3 separate regions of the Sus scrofa genome follow, and all the other regions are linked to region 1. Evidence: chromatin contacts called from public HiChIP or PLAC-seq and promoter capture Hi-C data. All regions are on one chromosome and are shown on one strand. Each heading gives the region's core, a stretch centred on a gene start, on an enhancer-like site or on the middle of the called end of the contact. The rest is flanking DNA. Distances are from core to core; before and after follow the strand shown. Region 1 holds the start of NUP160 (nuclear pore complex protein Nup160). Region 2 holds the start of SPI1 (Spi-1 proto-oncogene). Region 3 holds the start of PSMC3 (26S protease regulatory subunit 6A).

The links. Promoter capture Hi-C pulls out the DNA fragments that hold promoters and counts their contacts. HiChIP or PLAC-seq counts read pairs in DNA pulled down with a chosen protein or histone mark.
Region 2: a promoter capture Hi-C map of liver shows a contact between it and region 1, with 4 times the contacts expected there. The contact joins the promoter of SPI1 here to the promoter of NUP160 in region 1. A contact is called at or near these places in 2 of 5 promoter capture datasets (fetal liver and liver), 3 of 47 Hi-C or Micro-C datasets (embryonic fibroblasts, mesenteric adipose tissue and subcutaneous adipose tissue) and 1 of 2 datasets of contacts at active chromatin or transcription factors (alveolar macrophages).
Region 3: an H3K27ac HiChIP or PLAC-seq map of alveolar macrophages shows a contact between it and region 1. The contact joins the promoter of PSMC3 here to the promoter of NUP160 in region 1. A contact is called at or near these places in 1 of 47 Hi-C or Micro-C datasets (heart right ventricle) and 2 of 2 datasets of contacts at active chromatin or transcription factors (alveolar macrophages and skeletal muscle).

The regions. Positions count from the first base shown.
Region 1 is chr2:14,838,334-14,842,429 of Sscrofa11.1, forward strand. NUP160 (nuclear pore complex protein Nup160) reads left to right here and starts at 1,723. Exons shown (of 37, transcript XM_021085052.1): 1 at 1,723-1,728; 2 at 2,159-2,480; 3 at 2,747-2,858. The coding sequence starts at 1,723.
Region 2 is chr2:15,225,701-15,229,796 of Sscrofa11.1, forward strand. It overlaps SPI1 (Spi-1 proto-oncogene), which reads left to right and starts at 2,231. Exons shown (of 5, transcript NM_001001865.1): 1 at 2,231-2,408. The coding sequence starts at 2,364.
Region 3 is chr2:15,183,269-15,187,364 of Sscrofa11.1, forward strand. It overlaps PSMC3 (26S protease regulatory subunit 6A), which reads left to right and starts at 2,214. Exons shown (of 12, transcript XM_003122809.3): 1 at 2,214-2,496; 2 at 2,730-2,813; 3 at 3,386-3,511; 4 at 3,947-4,051. The coding sequence starts at 2,422.

The DNA.
Region 1 (4,096 bases), core at 473-2,972:
TTAACTGAACTTAATCTCCAAAGGTTGGGGTGGTAGGGCTAAAAGTTCCAAACCTCTAATCAAGTGGTTGTTTCCCCTGGCAATCACTGCCCCCGCCCCCAACCTCAGGTTACCTAGAAACTTTCCAAAAATGACTTCATTAACATAACATAGGATAGTCATCCTCTTATCACTAAGGGAATTACAAGAGTTTCAGGTTCTCTGTGACAGGAAGAGGGACAAAGACCAAATATAATGTTCTTATTATAAATTACCATCCCAAGGGATTCAATTGTGAGGGTGGAGCCCTCACGAAAAAGGGATTGGTGCCCTATTAAAAAAAGACCCTACAGGGAGTTTCCATCATGGCTCAGTGGGTTAAGAGTCTGACTAGTACCCATGAGAGTGCAGGTTCAATCCCTGACCTTGCTCAGTGGGTTTAAGGACCCACTTTATCCCATGAGCTGTGGTGCAGGTCGCAGATGCAGCTTGGATGTGGCACTGTTGCGGCTGTGGCGTAGGCCAGCAGCTGCAGCTCCAATTGGACCGCTAACTTGGGAACTTCCATATGCCACAGGTGCAACCATAAAAAAGCAAAAACAAACCAACAACAAAAAAAATCCCCACAATTTAAGGACACGGCACAAGAGATGGCTGTCTATAAATCAGGAAGCTGACTCTCACCTGACGCTGAATCTGCTGGTCTCTTGATTTTGGACTTCCCAGGCTCCAAAACTGTGTGCAGTACGTGTTAGCTGTTTAAGCCACCCAGCATATAGTATTTTGTGAAACAAGAAGAAACAAAATGTAAGTGGTGTTTAGGAACAGTTAGAGTGTATTTGTAAAATGGAGAGGCAGGGAGAACAACAGCAAAATAAGATCAACTGGAGTTGTTTCCATTATCTAAGAATGAAATGTGGAAGACTGTTGAGGAAAAGTATGAATGTAAAGGAAAGACAAGAGAATGTTCCTGATATCTATTGCTGGCTAACAAATTACCCCAAACTTAGTGACTTTTGACTCTCTCACCAGACATCTCTCACTTTAAGTAACTTGAGAGCCCTTCCATGTGGTCTCTCCCCATGATTCCTCCAGGATGGCAACCCCAGGATAGCTGAATTTATTAGATGGCTTCCCTCCTAGTTAGCACTCCAAGAGAGAAACAGACTCTGTTAAGGCTAGTCTGGGAGTTTCTGTCCTGGTGCAGCGGAAGCAAATATGAGCAGGAACCATGTGGTTTCCGGTTAGGTCCCTGGCCTCGCTCAGTGGGTTGAGGATCTGGCGTTCCCATGAGCTGTGGTGTCGCAGAGGCGGCTCGGATCTGGTGTTGCTGTGGCGGTGGCATAGGCTGGCGGCTACAGCTCCGATTGGACCCCTTGCCTGGGAACCTGCATGTGCCGTGGGTACGGCCCTAAAAAGGACAAAAGACCCAAAAAAAAAAAAAAAATTAAAAGGCTAATCTGGCACAGAGTCACTTCTGCTGTGTTCAATGAGTTACAGCAGTTACAGAGCCCTCCCAGATTCCAGAGGAAGGGACAAAGACCCACCTCCTGATGGGAAAAAGTCAAAGAATTTGTGGTCGTCTTTAATCTGTCATGTTGATACATGAGATTTAGACTAACTTTCCCCTTGAAGACTGGCATTTTCCTCCAAATCCAGCATCTACTCTGCCCTAAATGCAGGTAAAGCACAAGACCTTCCAAACAGATCACAAATGGAAGATAAAGGAAATTTCTTTCACGTATGCAAGTGAGTAGCATTTAGGGGCTTCAAGCAGGTAACTGCATCAATGTTTAATTAAACACATTATGCTTCATTATACAAGAACACACGAATACAGTCTCTCGAAAAAACCCAACACAAAAGGCCACTCTGCCCTTCACTCCGCCCCCAACCCACGTCGCTGAAAGGTGAAGAAAAGGAGACCAGGCGGAGATTCACTGAGTAACACGGGGAAGCAAGGAGAGGCGATCAAAAGCTCGAAATCCAGTAGATGGCGCCCATCTGCGTGGCCTCCTAGGACCTCGCCCCTCCCTGGAGGCTCTGCCCAGCCGCTGCCCGCGCCGGAGTTTTTAAAATGGAAACAAACCCGGCTCCGCCCCCTTCCCTGAGGCCGCCGGGAAAATGGCACCGCCCCTTGGGGCTTCCTCGCCGGACACGCAAAGGTTCCTGCAGGTAGATCCTGCAAGCTCCCCCTGCCTCCTCTCATCTGGCTTCCTCCTTGCCCACCCTGTCTCCGGCCAGCTCGGTGGAAGCCTCACAACGGTGGGTCGGACAGGCCCTAGACCTTTCCGGGTTTCTTCACCTGTCCGCATCTGTGCTTGCTCCGCCCCCGGAAGTGACGACAGCCGCCCGGCTGGGCTGGTGTCCCGTCAGGCCTCGCGGCGGCGGCGGCGGGAAGATGGCGGCGGCGGGAGCCATGGAACGGAGCTTCGTAGAGCTCAGCGGAGCTGAGCGCGAAAGGCCAAGGCACTTTCGGGAATTCGCAGTTTGCGACATTGGTACGGAAGCATCCAGTAGGGCTCGATGCAGCTCCTGCCCTCGGGATCTTCCCGTGGATCCCTAAATCTCTGTCCTCCAGTTCATCCTCCTGAGCCCACATGCCTCCAGCCCCGGATTCAGAGCTTCATTAGTGTTCTACTTCTTTCTCTTTTTTTCCCCTTTTTGCATGGATTTTCAGTCTGTCACCCTCTGCTTTCTCAGCGCCCTCAGTCCGTGTCATCCCCTGAGAACCACGTGTGCAAGGGTGACCACTCTTCTTTTGCAGGAACTGCAAATGCAGTGGCCGGAGCTGTGAAATACAGTGAGAGCGCGGGAGGCTTCTACTACGTGGAAAGTGGCAAGTTGTTCTCCGTCACCAGAAACAGGTTCATTCATTGGTAAGTGCTGTGTTTGTCAAATCTCCCGAAAGGGCGTTTTGTTCGGCGGCTGAATTTTCGTGACTGTTCCCAAGGTGTCGTTTATTCTCCGAAGTGGTTATAGACAGGAAAAGAGAAAGACTGTTTCCTATTGATATCTGAGTCAGTGGAAAATTAAGCAGGCACAGAGTTCTGGAAGAGGTGCCCTCCCTGGCAGCACTAAAAAGAAGAAATGTAGCTTCGAGGGTAAAGCCCCAAAGATCAGTTCTAAGCATGAAGCCGTTATATTTTTATAGTGCTTTAAGCTTCCTTCATTCTACAAATTAGTCTTGAGTTTTTACATGTCAAGCACTGCTAGGTGTTCTAGGAGTGCAGGGATGAACAAAAACAGTCTCCATTTTCATCCTGCAAGATATAGTAGTGTAAGAATAGATGTGGACACATCTTTCATGGGGCAGTTTTGAGAAGGAAAAAGACATTAAGCTGGAGTTCCCTTGTGGTGCGACAGGTTAAGGATCTGGCATTGTCACTGCAACAGCCCAAGTTGCTGCTGTGACACAGATTCTTTCCCTGGCCGGGGATCTTCTACATGCCTCAGGTGTGACCCCCAAAACGCCATTAAGCTAATGACCCCACATAAGTATGTAAATGAAGTTTTTCATACTTCCCTCAGAGGAAAAGTATGAGAAGCTAATGGGAAAATCAGATGTAATTGGCGTGTCTGGGAAGGCCTGAAGTAAGTCACATTTCATCTGAAGGAGGAAAGGTTAGCTAGGCATGGAGTTGGGAGAGAGAGCAGTTTAGCAAGTGGGATCACCAAATGGAGAGTCCACAAGGTGGAAAGAACTTGACAAATTTGAAGAACTGACTGAAGCTCTGTGCGGCATAAGTGCATTGGGCAAAATGGAAAGTGATATGAGTGATGCTGAGACTAGGGAGGTAAGCAGGACTCCGATCAAGAAGAACCCTCAGGTCCTTTTCAGGGATTTGGGATTTTTATCCTAAGTACATTGAGCAGTCATTGGAGAGTCTTAAAGTGTTACTAACATGGTCAAAGTCACACTTTAAAATAATCAGTCTACTTTGTGGAAAGTAGACTTGGATTGGATGGGTACAGTATGAAAGAAGAATTTGCTTTCATGGTGAACCAAGTAAGATATGCTGGTTGTGGGATTGGCTAGGGAAAGAGAATTAGATGGACTCAAGATACACGTGGAGTTCCTGACAGGCCCCCGGGTTCCCATGTGGCTTAGCAGGTT
Region 2 (4,096 bases), core at 981-3,480, 390 kb after region 1:
TCCTCAGCCAGACATGCTCTTTCCCTCACTTTTCACTCGTGTTTTCCTGCCCTTGGCCCTGACCTAATTAACTGTTCCCTGGCACCTCTGTGCCCCAGCCCCGAAGAACCAGTCTGTCTGCTTACACCTCTGTTCTCTTTGCAGGCCTGTGAGCTCCTGGAGGCCAAGGACATGCCTCATTCATGTTTATGTCCCCTTTCTGGGCCCAGCACGTGGAGGAGCCTCAATCAAAAGTTAGCGATTGGGAATTCCCTTTGTGGCTCAATGGGTTAAGCATAGTGTCTATGAGGTTGTGGGTTTAATCCCTGGCCCCATTCAGGGGGTTAAAGATCTGGCGTGGCCCTGAGCTGTGATGTAGGTCACAGATGAAATTTGGATCCTGCATTGCTGTAGCTGTGGCACGGGCCAGCAGTTGAAGCTCTGATTTGACCCCTAGCCTGGGAACTTCCATATGCCAGAGGTGTAGCCCTCAAAAGACCAAGAAAAAAAAAAAAAAAAAAAGAACAATGAATGAATGAATGAACACATCAAGCAGGACCTGGTGCAATAGACCTACTCCCCACACACATCCAATGGGCTAGGACTAGACTTTGATGGGAAAGTGGGGACAAGGATGGATCTGCTCCTTTTTGGGGAGGGCCTTGGTCAAGTTCCTGGAAGTCCTGAGGTCTGGTAACTCGGACCCCTGGGAGAGTCCCAAGAGTGCATTCAAAAAAAATCAGTGAAGATTGTAGGCAAAAAAGATCTAATGGAGAACACAGACTTGTGAATTCCTGGTCTTTGCTGCAAGTAAATAAGCACTAGGGGATCTGGGATTCCAGTGACAGGAAGGAGGCTGGCAAGTCACTGGGGAGGGATATAAAGCAACTACTCAGGGGAGGAAACGGAACACTCAAGAAGTTCTTCTCAAGAGAAGTAGACTCATCAGAGATCAATAGATCAAAAAATATCTCTATTCATCCTTCTGCCCTCCAGACTAGATCAGGAACTCCTTGAAGGCAGGGATCTTGTCCGTTACCTCTCCTTTCCCCTTGAACTCAATTATGATTGGATGATACATAGATAGATGGATGAAGGGATGGATGGATGCGGGGGTTGGATGGTTGGGTAGTTGGGGGAATGTATGGACGGATGTATGAATGGATGGATGGCTAGATGGACAGGTGGATGAATGGATTAATGGGTGAACAAATTAATAGCAGGATATACAGTAGATAAACAGATGGAAAAATGGATGCGTCACGGATGGGCTGATATATAAACATATAGATGGCTAAAGGGACAAGCAGATAAATGGGTGGATGGGTGATAGACTAATAGATAAATGGGCTAACGAGTGAATAGTTGGATAAACTGATAGACAAATGAATGCACGGCTGGCTTTCATGAGTGGATGGATGGATTGACAAACAGACCGATAAACAAATCGATGAGAAAACAGATGAATGGATGGACAGACAAGAAAGGTTTGATATCAAGGCATTGGTCAGGGGTGGGGAAACTGAGAAATCTGGGCTGGGAATAGAGCACTTAGGGATCTGGGAGAAGCGGTGGTGCTTGGGAAACTGGGAAGAGAGGGTGGAAGAACGCTTCTGGTGGAAGGGAAGCCAGTGTAAAAGGACTAGGAGGAAAGGGGAAGTGGTACCATGCTGAAGACCCTGGCCCGGAGCCCAGCGCTAGGCTTGGCAGAACCGAGGGGCTGGGGGCCCAAGGGCCCAGGGAGAGCCAGGCCTGGGAATCAGCTGGATCAGAGCCCTCAGCCAGCCAGCCTGACCCCAGAAAATGGAGGCCCCAAGAGGCCATCCTTACCAGCTCTGACCCCAAGGAAGTGACTGTTGGGCACGTGGAGGGTCTCTAGAGAGGTAGGTGTTTGTGGGGTTAGGGGCTGGAGAGCCTCAGCAGGGCGGGGGCAGCAAAGGCCTCCCAGTGGTGAAGCTAGGCTTCCTCCCTCCTTCTCTTCCTCCCCACCCCAGCCCTCAAGGCCGCCCCTCATAGTCCCCGGCTTCCTCTGGGCAGGGGGCCTGGCCCCCATGGCCTCCCAGGCCAGCCCCTGGAGCACCACCTGCCCCAGCCGGCCAGAGACTTCCTGTAGCGCAAGAGATTTATGCAAACGGGCTGGGGTGGTGATGTCACCCCAAGGGGACTATCTCCCAGCGGCAGGCCTTCGATAAAATCAGGAACTTGCGCTGGCCCTGCAATGTCAAGGGAGGGGGCTCACCCAGGGCTCCTGTAGCTCAAGGGGCAGGCCTGAGCCCTGCGCCCGCCCCGAGTCCGTCCGGCCCCCGACGGGGCGCCCCATCCCAAGGGGCTCCGCACTGGCCCCCACCGAGGCAGGGGACCTGACAGGCTCGGAGCTCGGCTGGATGTTACAGGCGTGCAAAATGGAAGGGTTTCCCCTCGTCCCCCCTGTGAGTACCGGGACTCCTCTACCAGCCCAGCCCGCGGCCCTCCGACGCCCGCCCGCCTGCCCGCCAGCCCACCAACCCGCTGGCTGCCCTCCGGCTATCAGTGGGAAGCTGGTGTTTCCTCCCAGCAGCTCCTGGCCTGAGACCCAGCGAGGGGGCCATTCGCTTCCTCGGAGCATGCCCTGGCGGGCTGAGGGCTGGGCCCACGGTGGGGCTGTGATCGGTGGGGCCTGAACGGTTATTTATAGTTGGGGCTCGGGTGGCAGGCCTGAGCCCCAGCGCAGGGTGCTGGGCTGAGGATGGTGAGGGTGGCGGCAGGGAGGTGGTGGCGGAGGAGATGAGGAGACTGGCTTGCCGGTGAGGAAGCCGGCCCCCAGGACAGTAAAGGCTCATGGGCAGGAGGCAGCAGGCCAGAGATCTCAGCCCAGGGCCTGGGTGCTCCTGGATACTGAGGCTGTCTTGAGCCTGAGTCCCCAACACCCAGGCTGGGGCCTGGCACAGAGGACATAGTTGTGGTCCTAAGGCTCTGAGCTCTGGGCCCAGGCCCTGAGTGGCGGAGGCAGGGGCCGGGGAGGCGCTGGGCTGGAGCAGTGAGGGGAGCAGAGACTGGCCATGCAGTTAGGGCTGGAGATCGGGAAGAAGAGGGCAGGAGCTGGGGTTGGAGACATCCTGCGGCTGAGATTGAGGCTGGGGTAGGGTCTGGTCAAGGGTGAGCCTGGGGTGAAGGCAGGGGCTGAGGCTGGAGGAGAAGAAGCAGGCGTCCCAGCGGTCCCCAGGGAGGGAAGGCCAGCCGTCTGGGGTGGACCCCTTCTGCTCCTGTTCTCAGTGACAGTTGCAGCCTTTGGCAGGTGTCAGACTTGGGCCTCTCTGAGAAGACCTATGTCCCTTTCCCACCCTGTCTGCCCTCAGCAGGGGTAGGGACACTTGCGGGGAGCTGGCAAGGACTTGGCAGGACCTGCCCACCTGACTCAGCTTTCCTGGCCTGGATGCAGCTCCCTTCACCACCCCCACCACCCAGCCAGGCCTCAGAGCCCCAGGGAGGCACCCCAGGTTGACATCCTGCTGTGGGGCTGTGCTACCCACAAACCCTGTGCTAGGATCCCGGCCTCCTGGGAGCCAGCCAGCCCCCACCTGGCCTGGTCCCACCCTTCTCCAACCTGGGACCAAGAGTCTGAGGGGGCAGGCAGGAGCGGATGGAGGTGGTCCTGGGAAGAGCCACCTCTGCCCTGAGAAAGCCACAGGCCCAGGGGCTCAGCCACCCTGTCTGAACCTTGACCTCTCAGTCTCTGAACCCCAGGGAGAGCTGCATAGGAGACATATCTTGGGCTTCCACACCAAACCCCTCAGCCCCTCTCCTCAGCCCAGGGGCTAGTCTGGCGTGGCTCCTGGATGGTGGGCTCCTAAGGCAGTGCTGCTCCTCAAACCAGACCCTGAGGGCCAGAGTTACTGTTGTGCAATCCTTGGGCACATACTGCGGGGGTGGGGAGAGGCCTGGTGACTGTTGGGAAGCCGGTATGCTTGTCCCTGTGCTGGGGGTGGGGGGAGGGAGTAGCCCAGGGAGGTGGGTGGATGGGAGGAGCAGGGAGGAAGAGGGTCAAGGCTCTGGCCCACGGCCCCCAAAGCCTGCCTGGGCGAATCCTGGAAATTCCATCAGTGTGACTAGCCATTGGTCATCATGGTGGCCCTGGGCC
Region 3 (4,096 bases), core at 964-3,463, 350 kb after region 1:
GATAATAAAATAGTACAGGGTAAGGTGTTGAGGAGGGTGGGGCCAGGGAGGGGCCAGGAGGGGGAGCTGCAGCATTACAGGGCTGTGAGGGTGGGTCTGGATGAGAAGGAGGCATTCAAGCAAAGACTTAAAGGAGCGGAGTTCCTGTCATCGTGGCTCAGCAGTTAATGAGCCTGACTAGCATCCATGAAGATGCAGGTTTGATCCCTGGCCTTGCTCAGTGGGTTAAGGATCTGGCGTTGCCGTGAGCTGTGATGTAGGTCGCAGGTGTGGCTTGGATCTGGTGTTGTTGTAGCTGTGTAGGCCGAGTGGCTACAGCTCCGATTGGACCCCTAGCCTGGGAACCTCCATGTGCTTCGGTGTGGCCCTAAAAAGAAAAAGAAGAAAACTTGAAGTAGCAAAGGTGAGGGGTGGTGGTGAAGAAAATATCCTGGAAAGACCATTCTAGGTAGGAGCAGACATAGCCTGGTCTCAGAGAAGCAAGGAGGCCTGTAACTGATGAGGGAGGCGAGGAGTGGGGGTCAAGGTCCTGGAGAAAGTCGTGGGGGAATGAAAACCCCCAGGGCCCTGTGGGCCATTGTAGGGACTTTGGCTCTTACTCTGAGTGAATCATGTAGCTGCTACAGAATTGTGAACAGAGTGACACAATCTGACTAGTTTTCCATTATGGCTCAGTGGTAACAAACCCAACTAGTACCCATGGCCCTGCTCAGTTGGTTAAGGATCCGGCATTGCTGCAAAGCCTCGGTGTAGGTCCCAGATAAGGTTCAGATCTGGTGTTGCTGTGGCTGTGGTGTAAGCCAAAGCTGCAACTCCAATTCAACCCCTAGCCAGGGAACTTCCATATGCTATGGGTGCAGCCATAAAAAGAAAAAAAAAAAAAAAAAAAGGATATTTATGGAGGTGGGAAGTCTCCAATATCTGTAGAGTAAATTGACAAACTGGAAACCCAGGAATGCTGATGGTTTAGCTTCATCAAAATCATAAGGCCTGAGAACCAGGAGAGCTGATAGTGTAAATTCTAGTCTGAAAGCCAGCAGGTACAAGACCCTAGAAGAAAGAGGCTGATGTTTCAGTTCAAGTCTCAATCCTGAAAAAGACCCATGTGCCAGTTCAAGGCAGTCAGGCAGGAAGAGTTCCCTCTTTCCCTGGGGATAGTCAGCCTTTTTGTGCTAGTCAGATCTTCAACTGATTGGATGAGGCCCACCCTCTTTTAGGGAATCCCCTAATTCTTTTTTTTTTTTTTCAGGGCTCCACTCGTGGCATATGGAGGTTCCCGGGGCTAGGGCTGGAGGTGTAGCCACTGGCCTATGCCACAGCCACAGCAACGACAGATCCGAGCCACATCTATGACCTACACCACAGGTCAGGCAACACAGAGTCCTTAAACCACTGAGCGAGGCCAGGGATGGAACCTGCGTCCTCATGAATGCTAGTCAGATTCATTTCCCATGAACCACAATGGGAACTCCCATTTTTTTTATTTTATAAGGGCCACACCTGCAGCATACTGAAGTTTCCAGGCTAGGGGTCAAATCGAAGCTGCAGCTGCCGGCCTAAGCTACAGCTACAATGCCAGATCTGAGCCACATCAGTGACCTACCAAGAGGCTTGCAGCAACGCCTCTTAGCCCACTGGGCCAGACCAGGGATCAAACCTGCATCCTCCGGGATACTAGTCAGTTGGTAATTGCTGAGCCACAACAGGAACTCCATTAAGAGAATTCCCTAATTCTTAACTGGGCCAGTTTCTGAGGTTGAAAGCCCCCCTTCAAAAATGGCTTTTCAGGGGTTCCTGTTGTGGTGTAGCGGAAACAAATCCGACTAGTATTCCTGAAGATGCGGGTTCATCCCTTGCTTTGCTCACTGGGCTGGGGTTCTGGCTTGGCCGCGAGCTGCGGTGTGGGCCGCAAATGAGGCTATGATACCGAGTTGCTGTGGTTGTGGCTCCGACTCCACCCCTAGCCTGGGAACTTCCATTTGCCGGGAATGCACCCCTCGCCCTCGCTCCCGCCCGCGCCAAAAGCAGCAAAAGAGCCTTTTCATGCGCCCGCTGGACTAGGACTACATTGCCCAAAGGCCGTCTCGTTCCCCTCTTTTCTCCTTCCTCTTACGTTTTTACATCAAGGCCACGCCCCTCTGCGCGTGTCAGCCAATAGCGCATTACCTCTTGCGATGGCATAAACAGGACGAGGGCGGGAACGGTTCCGGAGCCTTAGGGGCGGGTCCTGTGGCCCGGGCCTCGTCTTTTGAATCGCAGACGCAGATTCGCTGTGGTAACGCGGCGCAAGCTAATTCTGTCAAGAGTCAGGACTTGGAGAAAGAGGGCTGGCGTTAGTCAAGCGCAGGAGTTAAGAAAGACATTATTAATCTCTCGCCCCGGCTGCTGTCCGGTTTAATCTTCAACCTTCTCCTCCAGGAAATGAATCTGCTGCCGCAGCTCGAGAGTCCAGTGACTCGGCAGGAGAAGATGGCGACGGTGTGGGATGAGGCTGAGGTGCGCGGCGGGAGAGCTTGGGGTCTTGGAGCCAGGGGCCAGCGTAGAGATGCTCTTGTCAGGAGGGGAGGCGGTGGCTGGGGGCGGGGGGGGTCAAGAGCTAGCCCGGTCCGGGGGTTGGGGCCGCTGGGGATGTGGGCAAGGGTCTTATGGTTTTATGGATGAGGAAACTGAGGCTGAGCTCACAGTCATCAGTTAGCTGCCCTGAGTTTAATAAAAAAATTTTTTCACAGCAAGATGGAATCGGGGAGGAAGTACTCAAGATGTCCACAGAAGAGATCGTGCAGCGCACACGGCTGCTGGACAGTGAAATCAAGGTGGGCGCACAACCCCTGATCCCAGCTGCTACTCTCACGTCTTTCTCGACCTCCCTAGGGGCGGTGTGGGGACCGCCCTCTGACCAGGAAAAGAGAGAAGAAAACTAAGCTTTAAAAGGGACCAGAAGAGAGGGTAGCAGGAGACCAGGCCTGAGAGGAGGACTCATCAGACTGCCTTTCCCAGCGAGGTCTTTCAGTCTTCCCCTGGAGAATCCCTTTTTTAGGAAGTCCCCGTTTTACAGATGAAGAAACTGAGGCTCACAGAGGTTTTTTTTTACTCTGGTGAAGTACACAGCCTGTAACAAAAGGCAGAAGCTAAAATCTCTGTTTGGTTGACTAAAGTCATGTTCTTTTTCCCTTTACTCCAGCTATTTCGCCAGGAGGTGTCCAGACTGGCCTCCTGTTTTGACCTCTGCTGGTTGTGGACACAGCCTGAGCTTTCAGGGAGCCTTAGAGCTGAGAGCACCGGTGCAGGAGGGTCCCTTGGGCAACCTGGACTTCACTAGTTACAAGGCCTTAGGACAAGCTGAGAGCTAAGGCTGAATGTTTGCTTCCACTTACCCCTACCCCAGATCATGAAGAGTGAAGTGTTACGAGTCACCCACGAACTCCAAGCCATGAAGGACAAGATCAAAGAGAACAGTGAGAAAATCAAAGTGAATAAGACCCTGCCGTACCTGGTCTCCAACGTCATCGAGGTGTGTGTGTATGTGGAGGGGAAGAGAGAGGGTCACTGGGGCTTGGAGATAACCTGCAAGGGGACCATTGGGGAAAGAGTGGGTGGGCGTTTGGAGGCCTAATCGCATGTAAGGGGCATCCTTTTTAGGGTTTCCTTTGTAGAGTGAATTTCCAGGGGAGATACATGGGGCTGAAGAGGCCTCCTCACGTTTCCTTTCCTACTGGCTGTTTTTCCTTGAGGGGTAGATGACCTCCGTGCAGAGAAGCAACACCTGAACAGAATCTTAACCAATCCTCTGGCTTATTAACTACACCTTTGCTGGGCTCAGGGCTAGTCTGAGGCGTGAGATAGGGGTGGCCAGTCCTGTGAGTATTCTCGGCTCCAGGAGTACTGGGCTCTGGAGAGGTCAGGGGGCTGAGCAGGGCTTCTTGAGCTGAGCTTTTTCCTTTCCCAGCTTCTGGACGTTGATCCCAATGACCAAGAGGAAGATGGTGCCAATATTGACCTGGATTCCCAGAGGAAGGGCAAGTGTGCAGTGATCAAAACCTCTACACGACAGGTGAGGCTGGTTTCAACTGTAGGATGGGTCTATGGGGGACAGGAC